Regions from separate parts of the Mus musculus genome. Here all the other regions are linked to region 1. Evidence: chromatin contacts called from public HiChIP or PLAC-seq and promoter capture Hi-C data. All regions are on one chromosome and are shown on one strand. The core of a region is the stretch at or near the end of the contact, and the rest is flanking DNA. Distances in the headings are between cores, read along the strand shown.

What was found. Promoter capture Hi-C pulls out the DNA fragments that hold promoters and counts their contacts. HiChIP or PLAC-seq counts read pairs in DNA pulled down with a chosen protein or histone mark.
Region 2: a promoter capture Hi-C map of 3T3-L1-derived adipocytes shows a contact between it and region 1, with 3 times the contacts expected there. The contact joins the enhancer-like site here to the promoter of Ost4 in region 1. A contact is called at or near these places in 2 of 39 promoter capture datasets (3T3-L1-derived adipocytes and cranial neural crest), 1 of 15 datasets of contacts at CTCF or cohesin (CD8 T cells), 4 of 115 datasets of contacts at active chromatin or transcription factors (the SCID.adh cell line, bone marrow-derived macrophages and embryonic stem cells) and 3 of 9 other capture datasets (adipose tissue, liver and pancreatic islet).
Region 3: a contact with region 1 is called in an HNF4G HiChIP or PLAC-seq map of pancreatic cancer cells. The contact joins the enhancer-like site here to the promoter of Ost4 in region 1. A contact is called at or near these places in 5 of 39 promoter capture datasets (cranial neural crest, embryonic stem cells, frontonasal cranial neural crest and 2 more), 2 of 15 datasets of contacts at CTCF or cohesin (CD8 T cells and the NIH/3T3 cell line), 2 of 484 Hi-C or Micro-C datasets (CD8 T cells and bone marrow-derived macrophages), 17 of 115 datasets of contacts at active chromatin or transcription factors (the 230-238 cell line, the HPC-7 cell line, the SCID.adh cell line and 10 more) and 3 of 9 other capture datasets (adipose tissue, liver and pancreatic islet).

What each region holds. Positions count from the first base shown.
Region 1 is chr5:30,906,041-30,909,821 of GRCm38.p6, reverse strand. Ost4 (oligosaccharyltransferase complex subunit 4 (non-catalytic)) reads left to right here and starts at 2,034. Exons shown (of 3, transcript NM_024460.4): 1 at 2,034-2,157; 2 at 2,286-2,423; 3 at 3,056-3,306. The coding sequence starts at 2,287. The coding sequence ends at 2,400. Agbl5 (ATP/GTP binding protein-like 5) reads right to left here. Exons shown (of 16, transcript NM_001374737.1): 16 at 3,158-3,706.
Region 2 is chr5:31,022,701-31,026,481 of GRCm38.p6, reverse strand. No RefSeq gene overlaps it. Among named protein-coding and RNA genes, the nearest start is that of Slc5a6, 23 kb to the left of the region's middle. Within about 2 kb of position 1,976, at least 16 of the 459 cell types and tissues checked have an H3K27ac peak or open chromatin away from gene starts, as enhancers often do. A contact at or near this core is called in 3T3-L1-derived adipocytes and adipose tissue, where this site is marked.
Region 3 is chr5:30,998,546-31,002,326 of GRCm38.p6, reverse strand. No RefSeq gene overlaps it. Among named protein-coding and RNA genes, the nearest start is that of Tcf23, 32 kb to the right of the region's middle. Within about 2 kb of position 2,001, at least 59 of the 459 cell types and tissues checked have an H3K27ac peak or open chromatin away from gene starts, as enhancers often do. A contact at or near this core is called in the NIH/3T3 cell line and pancreatic cancer cells, where this site is marked.

The DNA.
Region 1 (3,781 bases), core at 785-3,284:
GTTTGAAGCCAGCCTGGGCTACATTATGAAATCTTATTTAAATTGCAACTTTAAAAAAATCATCATATTAACTAGGGATTAAGTTCCACAAGTGTCTTCCCACCACCTTCCCCAAGTCCTGGCAGCATGAGGTTCTTCCGGTCTCTCTTCCCACATACTTTTCCATCCAGGATTTTTATCAAGCGTTGCCATTTCTTAGCTGAGTCTAGTTTGGTCCTGAGACTAGTTTTTATTTCAGTGCTTTCAGGCGCTAGGCCAGATGACCCACGGAAAGCTGATAAAGACTCATTGACCTAGGCACAGGAAGGGAAAGGGAGGCAAAGGTCATTTCTGGGTAGTTCTAAAATAAATCTTTTCCCGTTTGTCCCCGACCTTTGGACAACCTCCTGAGTCGAACTACTGTGTTTGTGGGGGAGGGGGGACGTCAGAAGAACTGTCTTTAGCCAGCTGCAGGGCCTCAGTTAGATTACCTTCTGGACCTATTTCCTTCTTTACCAATAAGGAAATAAAATAACAGTAACAAGTCGTGGAAGCGCCTCTCAGTTGTGCTGTCTAGGATGCTATGCACCCTGCTCTGGCTCTTTGAAGGCTGAAGCTGGCTTCTCGGGCCACGGGCAGCCTAGAGGTACTGCTTCTTTTAAAACCATAGACTAATTCTGATTCAATTGCATACCTAAGTGGTTGGACTTGGATCTGCTCCAATTTTCCAGGAGACACGAAGCATAATAATGTGTAATCCTAAAATCTAGACATCACTCTCTCAGGACAGAGCTGAGGACACACAAACTCATAGAGGAATGCCTGGGGAGAGCACGTCTGAGGCTTTAACCATGTTGTGTGGAGGGCACGTAGGCCCGGGATTTCTAAATATGAAACTTCTGGGAAACAGTAGGTGGTGGCTGGACATGGTGGGAGGAGGTAGGCAGCTGTAAACTAACTACTGAAGGCAAGTATTGAGCTTATGAGCAAACTGGACACAAACCACTGATAGTCTGAGACCAGAGAAACCAACATTGGAATAGTGCAAGCCAGCTCACTGTGCACACAGGAGGCAATCTGGTCCCCTGTCCCAGCTGCTCCAGCCCTATAGCAGCTCCTGTAGAGTTTTCTTTGGCTCAGAGAAGCAGAGGCCTCCCCTGAGCCCAGGCCCCCCCTTTACCGCAGGGCAACTGGCTTCCATTACCCCTGACAGCTCCAGAGCAACAGTCCAGCCCCTGGCCCTGTCTGGCTCTACATCGTTCCCTTTTATGGCGAAGCTAAGGAGAAAGCAAAAAGGGGGAAACCTACTTCTCGCTGGATAGAGGGCTGAAGAGATTCAGGGTGCTGCTCCCCTCACCAATGACCCTCGGATGTCTGAATGTCTATTGCAGCCAACTCTCTTCCTCACCACAAACCTACGACCCCTCTTGGCTTGTCCCAGCCCTTCCTTTCCTACCCCCTCATTCACACCCGTGGGGTGATTTCCCACTTGGCCGAGGCCCCACGTTTGGTTTTTGATTATCAGAGAGTCCACCCTAATTCTGACGCCCACCCCACACTGGCCTGAAACTGGCACTGATCAAATAAGTTGTCATGGTCCGCCTCTTTGGTAGGATTGTGGTTTCAGAAAGACTACCACCCGTGAGGGCACTAGCCTCCTCAATCCTGTCCCTATTCTGCATCACCTTCCATTCCATCCCCACGCCAGCGAGCCTGGGAGGGGACCGGGAGGGCAGGACCCTAAGGAAGCACCTGGCTGGGTCGAGCAGGGAAGCGAAGGGTGGGCAGGAAAGTGGGTCGGAGCCTAGAGGTCAGGCCCAGCCTCCCGCCTGCTGCACCCTCGCCTAAACCCACTCCTGGGCTCCAGGGAGGCTGTCACCACAGCGTCTGAAGCTAACCGCGGATTCCGCCGCGCCAGCTGCAGCCAGCTGCGACCCGGGCGGGATTCCCGCCCCTGCCGAGCGGACCACGCCCCGTTCCGCCCTCGCCGCAGGACGGCCATTCTAGGCTCCGCCTAAGACCGGCTCTTTTGCGCGCGCCGCCGGAGCAGACGAGACGGCAGGGTAGAGAAGCCGGAAGTGCCGCGTTGTTCCCCAGCTAGCACTACGAAGTTCCGGCTCAGGTCGCCTACCTCGAGTTTGTGCGTCTGTAGTGTCGGAGTCGGCTGAAGCTGGTCAGGTGAGGGGCTCGCAGGCGCCGTTTCATAGGCGAGCCCGGCGGAGGCTGGATCGTGGTGGCGAGGATCTGGCTTAGTGAGAGAGCAAGGAGTGCGTGAATCGAGGCTCAGTCCTTCCCCTTGTCCACAGGATGATCACGGACGTGCAGCTCGCCATCTTCGCCAACATGCTGGGCGTGTCGCTTTTCTTGCTTGTGGTCCTCTATCACTACGTGGCAGTAAACAACCCCAAGAAGCAGGAATGAAAGTGGCGCTTTCTCCGCCCCAGGTAACGGTCGGGGCAGTAGCGCTCAGACTCTGGACAGCTGAGTGGTGAGGCCGATCCAGGGCCTACACTCTTAGGGAACTTCAAGTCAGAAAGTGTCGAGCCAAGCCTGATAGCCCAGAACCGAGCTCCTTCGTTCGCATTGTGTACAGTGCCTTGATGTATTCTGCTTCAGTCCCCCTAAACGGCTTACTCTTTGAATGAAGATGGGTTTTCGGAGCCATCCTCATTCCCCATTTTGAGGTTTCCAGGAGATAGAGGCCAAAGTTATAGGGTATGGTTACACGGAGGCGCTGACCAGTACAAATAAAGGCAGTAACTGCCAATATAGGGGGATCAAGCCCTTAACAGTCCCACTTTCCCACGGAACCTGAGGCGTTAAGTAATTTGGGGGAGGGGCGTGGTAGTGAAAGATGGAGACTTATTTCCATGTTCTGAAGCCAAAGACGTTTTATGGGTTGACTACAAATAGAAAGCATGGAGAAAAAAGGGAGGGAGCATAGTCTGGAAACCAAGTGTGCTTAAATAATATAAAGGGAATGGGTTAGATGGGGGCTGGCTCCTTAAGGACCTCCCCAGCCCTGCAAGGAAGCTGCAGCATTTTCCTTACTTCGGGTCTTTCCCCTTTTTTCTAGGGTTCCAGGACATAGTCTGAGGCAAGATGGAGGGTGTGAGGGCCTTCACACTTCACTTCATCTCTCCTACCCATCACAGCATACAAAGCAACTACACCTGGATTTTTCCAAACAACTTTTATTTCCTCAAAGTCTTCCTTAACCCTATGGAGCAAGAAGCTGCCACTGAATAGGGCCCAGTATAGGGGCTGCTTTCTTTTCTACTCCCTCCCCCCAATACAAAAATATAGATATATATATATAGATATATATTTTTTTGTGGTCCCAAAATCTTGTGCTGTGGGGGAGTGGGAGGGAGCAGGTCCCTGTTTTGTTCTGTCTTAAGGTGATGTTCTGCAAGGCCTTGGACAGTGTGGCCGACATTCCAAGGAGCTATGGTTGTCACATGGTACCAGCAGCTGGAAGACGGGACTAACGTATCATTTCACTGTGTTCCCTCACCTTAGGGCTACATCCTGGACATGGAGGTAAAGGCATTATCAGACCCTGGGAGAAATAGTGAGTGGTGGTGATTTAGGGACAAAACAAACCTCACATTGGTTCAAGAGCCCCCTGCTGTAACAAATCCGGGATGGGGAGTCAGATAGAGTACAGGAAATAGGAGAAAAGGCGGGGGCAGAGCGAGGCCGTGGGGGGCCGGCCTGAGGCAGCCTGCAACAGAGAAGAGACAGGAAATCAGGGTTGTGGAAACAACCCCCTTTTTCTGGTCTGTTAGCCAGGGGCTGG
Region 2 (3,781 bases), core at 727-3,226, 120 kb before region 1:
TTATCCCACCCATCAGGATTTAGGGATGGGGGACTTCCTTAGGAGCAGGTCTTTGTTGTACACTTATCCTGCTCCCATTAGTTGGGATATTCAAGTGTGGAGGGGGACTTGCCTTGCCTAACTGGCCAACCAGAATGTCAGTCACCTGCATGTATTGTCATATTGTCTCTTTCTGCCAAGTAGGATGTCAGTTCCCAGGTAGGTCTTGGGAACTTAAACTTTACTAGGCCCCTACTTGTAGGCATAAATTTTTTGCAACCTACTTTTTTTTCTTTTACAGATTTATTTATTTATTATATGTAAGTACACTGTAGCTGTCCTCAGATACTCCAGAAGAGGACATCAGATTTCATTACGTATGGTTTGTGAGCCACCATGTGGTTGCTGGGATTTGAACTCGGGACCTTCGGGAGAGTAGTCGGCGCTCTTAACCACTGAGCCATCTCGCCAGCCCACAACCTACTTTTTGTTTGTTTGTTTGGTTGTTTGGTTGGTTTTTTTGTTGTTGTTGTTGTTGTTTTGTTTTTTTTGAGACAGGGTTTCTCTGTATAGCCCTGGCTGTCCTGAAACTCACTCTGTAGACCAGATTGGCCTCGAACTCAGAAATCCACCTGCCTCTGCCTCCCACGTGCTGGGATTAAAGGCATGTGCCACCACTGACTGCCTGGCTGCAACCGACTTTTAATAAGGGTTCAACCTCTCCTCTAGCCCAGCACCCAGCATAGGTAGTGGAAGAGAATATTTATTAGGCTATGGGCGGTATGTTCAGCAATAGTTTTTTGGCTGTGAGTTCGATCATTCTCAGCAGTTCAGTCCCATGGCAAACACCAAATACGACTCAGAAGCTGCAGACCCTTTCTCTAGGCAGGCAGAAACCACAGAAACAGGGGGGTCTCAGTCCAGGCTTCTTGGCAGGCAGACACCAGGCACGAACCAGCAGCCGTAGTTCAATCCTGAAGAAACCACAATGCTCACCAACTAGCCTGAGGCTCCAGAAGTGGCAAGAAACCGCAGAAACCTCAGGAGCGTTTTTTTTTTTTTTTCTTTTTTCTTTTTGTTTTTTCGAGACAGGGTTTCTCTGTATAGCTCTGGCTATCCTGGAACTCACTTTGTAGACCAGGCTGGCCTCGAACTCAGAAATCCGCCTGCCTCTGCCTCCCGAGTGCTGGGATTAAAGGCGTGCGTCACCACGCCTGGCTCAGGAGCGGTTCTTGTGCAAGTTTCTCTTAATGTGGGCATTACCACAAGTTGGGCTCAACAGTGCCATGTAAGGTGAGCCAATACATGTGCGTGGTTATCAAAGAATAGGTAGGTGGAGGAAAACAAACTAATACTCAGTGCTCATATCCCGCTTTCTGTGGGTCATACTTCTACTTTTTTATCATGGGTTCTTTTGCATGTATGCTATAGCAAATCACCCTTTCCCATGTCTACTGCAGCAAAAAATCCTTTCACCTGTGTGCCCCAGCAAAACATCATTTGACATAACTAAATTTTCAAAGAAACTAGAAGTTTCTATTTCACCAACTCAAAACAGAAGTCTTATTCCAAATGGCTTCTTATATTGGTTCATGTGTCTCTCATATGTTGGAGTCCATCCTAGGGCAACTTTTCACCCAGAGATTCAGGAAATGTTGCCAGGCAGTTGGTTGGGATCCATCCAAGCTTACTGTGGCTAACTATACAAAGCAGTTCTAACTGACCTCTTCAGTGATTGGTTTCCAAGAATACCAAAGCACAGAATGTAACAGAATATGAAATCAACTCAGGTATGAGAAAGTTTCCTAGTAATAAGAGTTAAGCATAGGAGACAGTTTCCTTGTAGTATTAATAATATTTCAAAATGACTGGATAGACAGGCCATCAGTTTCCCAGGCCTTAACAACTTATCTTCATTTACTCTTAGCAAAGGCCAATCTCAGAAGAAAAAAAAAAGGAGGGGCAGTGTTTCAACCTTCCTCCCCAAATCTTCTCCCACTTTGTGTGTAACAGGGCATCAGACCTTAGTAGACTCCCAGGCACAACTGACTCCATGACAGAGGTACTATTCAGGCTGTAAAACTCAACACATGGACAGCATCTCCAGCCAAAACTAAAAGGCCTAATCTATCAAAGTCCTTATATTGTTGGGAAAATCTCATATGTGCTAACCTTGCTTTTAGGCTTCTGTAGTTCTGCTTCTGGCTAACTGTTCTTGTTAACTGAAGTGTGTCACTCAGAACATGGTTTTTTGTGCTTAAAAGCTCCCCCTGAGAAAGGCTCATTGCTACACTGGGATCCTGAACACTCAGTGTAGCTGCTTGCTGGCTAATAACTCTTATTGCTGGCTTACACCCATGTCTGAGCAGTCTTCTCTGGAGAGTAAGAACTCCATAGTTCTGGAGGTCCCGGGGAGATCCTAGAGACCAGACCTTGAGACACTGGAGGTCTTAGAGCCCCTTGGAGTGAGGAAGAGTGTGGTGGTCAGACGACTCCTAGGGGTGTGTAACCTCAGATGTTCCAGGTCCCCAGAGCTCCCTTTGCTCATTCCCTGCCTAACACTTCAGAGGGGTCTGACACTTCCACTCCCAAAAGAAACATATTAAATCGCCCGGTCTGTCAACTCCAGAGGAAGTCTGGTTAAGATGTCTTCTGTTTGGCACATAGGAGTGATCCTTATAAGGCTACTGATCCAGTGTCTGGGATCCGTGTGAGAGTCGCTGGATCCTTCTGTCTGTTCGGGTGTGTGAATGTGTAGTGGCCATTCGTGATTGTCTCTCTGTGTGTTTGTGTCTCTGTGTGTCTTTCTATTTCTGTCAGTTCTGTTTCTCTGCATTGACCAGTGGCTTCCTCTGATGTGAGACAACCCCCCCACCCCCCCACCCCCCCACCCCCCCACCCCCCCACCCCCGTCTTAGCCCTGTTAGGAACCAGAATTCTTTTGTCTCTGCCAGGCCACCCAGAGAAACTCAATACCCCTGCACCTGTCCCACCCGCCCTGGGAAGGGGAGTGCTTGCTCTCTGCTCACAGTCAGGGTTGGTCTGGAGGTGGGGAGGGCAAGGCCTCTCATGAGGGCCCCCTGCCATCTAAGCAGAAAACACTGAGAGAGGGAGATTGCTCCCCTAGGCGAGCATTCCTCCACTCCACGCCTGCTCCAAGTAGCCCCAGGGAAGGGGAAAATTCCCCTTGGCTAAGAGGGAAGGGAAAGAGAAGTCCCACCCTTCCTCTTTTACAATTTATGTTGCCTTTTTAACCAATGATCTGTAAAACCACCATTCTCTGAAAAAAAAAATTAAGCAAAAAAAAAAAAAAAAAAAACCCAACAACAACAACAAAAAGCCCCCCCCCCCCCCCCGCAGGGCAAGGGGAATCACTGCCAGACAATCAATACAGCCTGGAAGAAATGGATTTTCCCTCTGTCCAACACTGTTTGAGCAAGGGCTTTAAACAGTTCTCACTAAATCCTTTTTAAAGGATTAAAGACAGCTGCTTTGTCACTCAGTCAGCCCCAGATATTAGAAAAAAAAGTTATAAAAGTTAAAAAAAAATTAAAGATCCAAGTGATCCCAGTTGCTGGAGGGAGTTTAAAGTGTGTTTACCAACAGAGAACTGACTTCACCAAGACCTTTTGCATAGAGAGAGAGCTAGCATTGCCCTCTCTGATGACGGGATGCTGTTAGACTTACAGACACCCAGCAAAGTGTTGGTGTCTCACCCTGTGGCAGAAGAAACCAACTCCCCAGGACTGGCCCACACTGAGCTCCTGTAATTGTTCAATTAACCAGTTCAGCTTCCTCCATC
Region 3 (3,781 bases), core at 752-3,251, 93 kb before region 1:
ACTAGGGAGACAGAGGCAGGGAGATCTCTGGGAGTTGGACTAACAAGTGAGACTATCTAAAAATTAAAATTAAAAAAATTAAGGTCTAGAATTTACGATGCTGTACAAAGTTTGTAAAATCTATTCTTTTTTAATTTTTTTTAAAGCAAAGAAGTAATGAACCACAAAGTCAGAAAGATAATGACATCTACATTGGAGAGAGCAACTGTTGAGTTTTAAAGGGAAGGGGTTTAAATTACCTTCCAGTTCTTATCTAGGTGAGGGCATTCTAGAGGCTAAACATTGCCAACTACAGTTGCTCTTCACTTTGTAGTACTAAGGATTGGATTGAACTCACATACTAGGCACGGGCTCTACCACTGAAGTGTATCCTAAGTTCTTTTAAATCATTGTTTACATTGAGATAGGGTCTTGAAAATTCTACCAGGCTGGTCTCCTCTCTCAATTTCTTTCTTTTGAAAAATTTAAAGGTTTTAATTTTATTTGTCTTTTATGTATATGGGTATTTTGCCCGCACGTATGTCTGTGTACTGTGTGTGCAGTACCTGTGGAGGTCAGAAGAGGGCGATGGTTTCCCTGGGGTTGTAATTATAGTCAGTTGTGAGCCACCAGCCTTGCTCAGTTGTTTGAATAGCTGGGTTACAGCCTTCTCCATCAGGCCCAGCTAAAGTACACTTCATACATCCTCGGCATACTTCACCACACAGTACTGTGAATCTACTAACAACATGATGATACACATACAGATCTCATTTCAATACTTTATTAAGAAAAAAAGCTGGCGGGGCTGGTGAGATGGCTCAGCGGTTAAGAGCACTGACTGCTCTTCCAGAGGTCCTGAGTTCAAATCCCAGCAACCACATGGTGGTTCACAACCACCCATAGTGAGATCTGAAGACAGCTACAGTATACTTATGTATAATAAATAAAATCTTTAAAAAAAAAAAAGAAAAAAGAAAAAAAGCTGACTCTGCATGTTGAGACTTGTAATCCTATCTAGTTGGAAGGCTGAGCTGGGAGGATAACAAATTCAAAGTCTGTCTGGGCTTCAGAGTGAGTTCAGTGCCAGCCTGGGCAAATGAACTAGACTGTATCTCAAAAATAAAAACAGCTGTGTCACGTGTCACGTGTCACATGTCTGTAGGTCTATCATCACAGTGGTGGAGGCAAGAGGAACAGAAGTCAGGGTCACTCTTGGCTACATAAGGAGGTTAAGGCCAGCCTGGGCTACAGCATATTTGTAATCCCAGTATTTCAGAAGCTGAGGCAGGAGGATTGTTAAAAGTTAGAGGTCAGGCTGATCTACATAGTAGGTACCAGGTCAGCCAGACTGCCTCAAAACATGAAAACAGAGATGGGGGTGTAGTTCAGATGCTACAGTGGTTGCAATGAATTTAATCCCCAGAACAACAGTCAAACAAACAAAAAGTATGAATTAAAATGTAAAAGTGCTGAGGCTGTAACTCGATGATCTAAAAGTTTCTTCCCTGCTGGCTGGCTTTCATAGTGTGAGAAGGCACTGTGCATGCAGGCTATGGAGGGAGAAAAGTCACTGATATTACCACACGGTGAGTGCTGGGTGCTAAAGCCTGACTCCCCAGGCAGGTTGTGCCCCTGACAGTGACAGGACTGCTACAGTGGCCATCAACTGCTTTCTGCTTGGAGTGAGGCCTCCTTCATGGGAGAGATTCACAGTTGGTTCTGTAAACCTAGAGAAAGCCTGTAGCTCAGGTGGTCGCAGGCCCTAGAGGGAAGCTACCCGTGTTGTTTTGTTAAATGGAGATGCAGCCAAACAGCCTTCTAAATATCATTCCACCCACAGCACAGAGCTGCTCTCAGCCTTGGCCCAAGGAGCTTCTTTTCAAAGCCAGTGTTGAGTGCTTAGCCCTAATGGAACCTCTGAACCCCCTAGGAAAATAATGCCTGCCCTCTAACGTAGCAGTCAGTCACAGCTACTCTACTCTTAAAAATTCCTGAACAGTGACACACTCCCAACCACAGTAAACAACATTCCAGGACTCAAATAACTCATTTTCCTAGATTCCTGCCATGGCCCCATGCAAACCCCTTACTCACCGCTCGCCATTCTTTGACCGATCTAGGTCAAAAAGGAATTTTACTTACACGGTTCTGTGTGTGCCTAAGTGAGCTCCCTGGAACTGGCATTCTAGGTCGATGTGAGCTACCTGGTGTCGGGGCTGGAAACGGTGCCCAGGTCCTCTGGAAGATCAGGAAGCTGTCCTATCCACCATAAGTGACCCTGATTCTTACAGAGACCCTCAGCTTCCACCAACCCAGAAGCTAAGATCTCACCATATAGCATCTTGGGCTATAGAAAGCTTCCCCAATCTCTCTGTGCCTGCCTCTCTGATGTACCCACAAATGTGTTTTAAACTTGCCTTGATTTGGGACTTTCTTTATTCTGTAAAACTATGAAACTGTTTCCACATCAGAACACAGAATTTGTGGTAACCTAAATGTGTGTTACTGAACTGTGGTCACTCGAAATAGCTCCAGAATACACGGTTGTGTTCATTTAAGATTTTTTGAGTTATGTTTTTTGTGTAGCAAGTGTGTACCAACACATATAGCTTCTTCAGGGAAAATTCTCAATTTTTTTATTTTCAGAATTTTTCTTTGTTCTAGCTTTTTTTTTGGGGGGGAGGTGGTTTGAGACACAGTTTCTCTATATAGCTCAGGCTGGCCTTGAACTCAGAAATCCACCTGCCTCTGCCTCCCAAGTGCTGGGATTAAAGGCGTGCGCCACCACGCCCAGCTCTAGCTTTTTTTTTTTTTTTTTTTTTTTTTTTTTTTTTTTTTTGAGACAGAGTCTCACTATGTAGCCCTGGTTGACCTGAAACTCACGACTTCAGCCAGACTGGTCTTGAATCCACAGTGATCTGCCTGCCTCTGCCTATTGAATGAAAAATGAGATTAAAGCCAAGTGTCACTTGAACACAATGGGGGGACGGAGGTGCAAGAGGATTTAATCCTAGGACTCAGGAGTCAAGGCAAGCAGATCTCTGAGAGTTTAAGGCGAGCCAGGGTTACATAGTGAGATCTGGTTCAAAAAAACTAAAACAACAGAGAATGTATGCATTACCACACTTGGTAAAAAAAAATTTGGTGAAGGTTGAGGAACTGTTATTGAAAAAACTATTTTTTAAAGATTTTATTATGTTATTTATACAAACATACATACACTGTCTTCAGACACACTGCTAAGCCATCTCTCTACCCCTCCCCAAAATATTTTTAGCCATGTGGTGGTGGTACATGCCTTTAATCCTAGTGCTCAGAGGCAGAGACAGGTGGAAATCTGTGATTTCCAGGCCAGTCTGGTCTACACAGCTAGTTCCAGGACAGCCAGGGCTACACAGTGAGACCCTGTCTCAATTGCATGGTCCTGAATAATGATCGAACAGAAATCATCCCTCCCCCAACACACACAAATATACACAAGAAAGAACTAGAAACTGCTTTTCCTGGGTGACCCAGAACCAAGCACAAGTGACTTTCCATCTCATCTCCCTGTGAACTTTGCTCTTGAGTTTCTCACAGTCCCTAAGAGCCCTTGCTCTGTCTGGATTGTTCGCAAGGGTCTCCAATATAAAAATATGGACGGGACTAGCCTTTGACCTCCTTTGTGCTGTAGCTGAGAACCTCCAAGAGACAAGCAGGTTCAGATGCAAAACATGTGTTTAACTTGAATTATTGTTATAAGATTTATTTTAATTTACCCGTATTTGTCTGTGTGAGTGTGTGCAGGTACCAACATAGG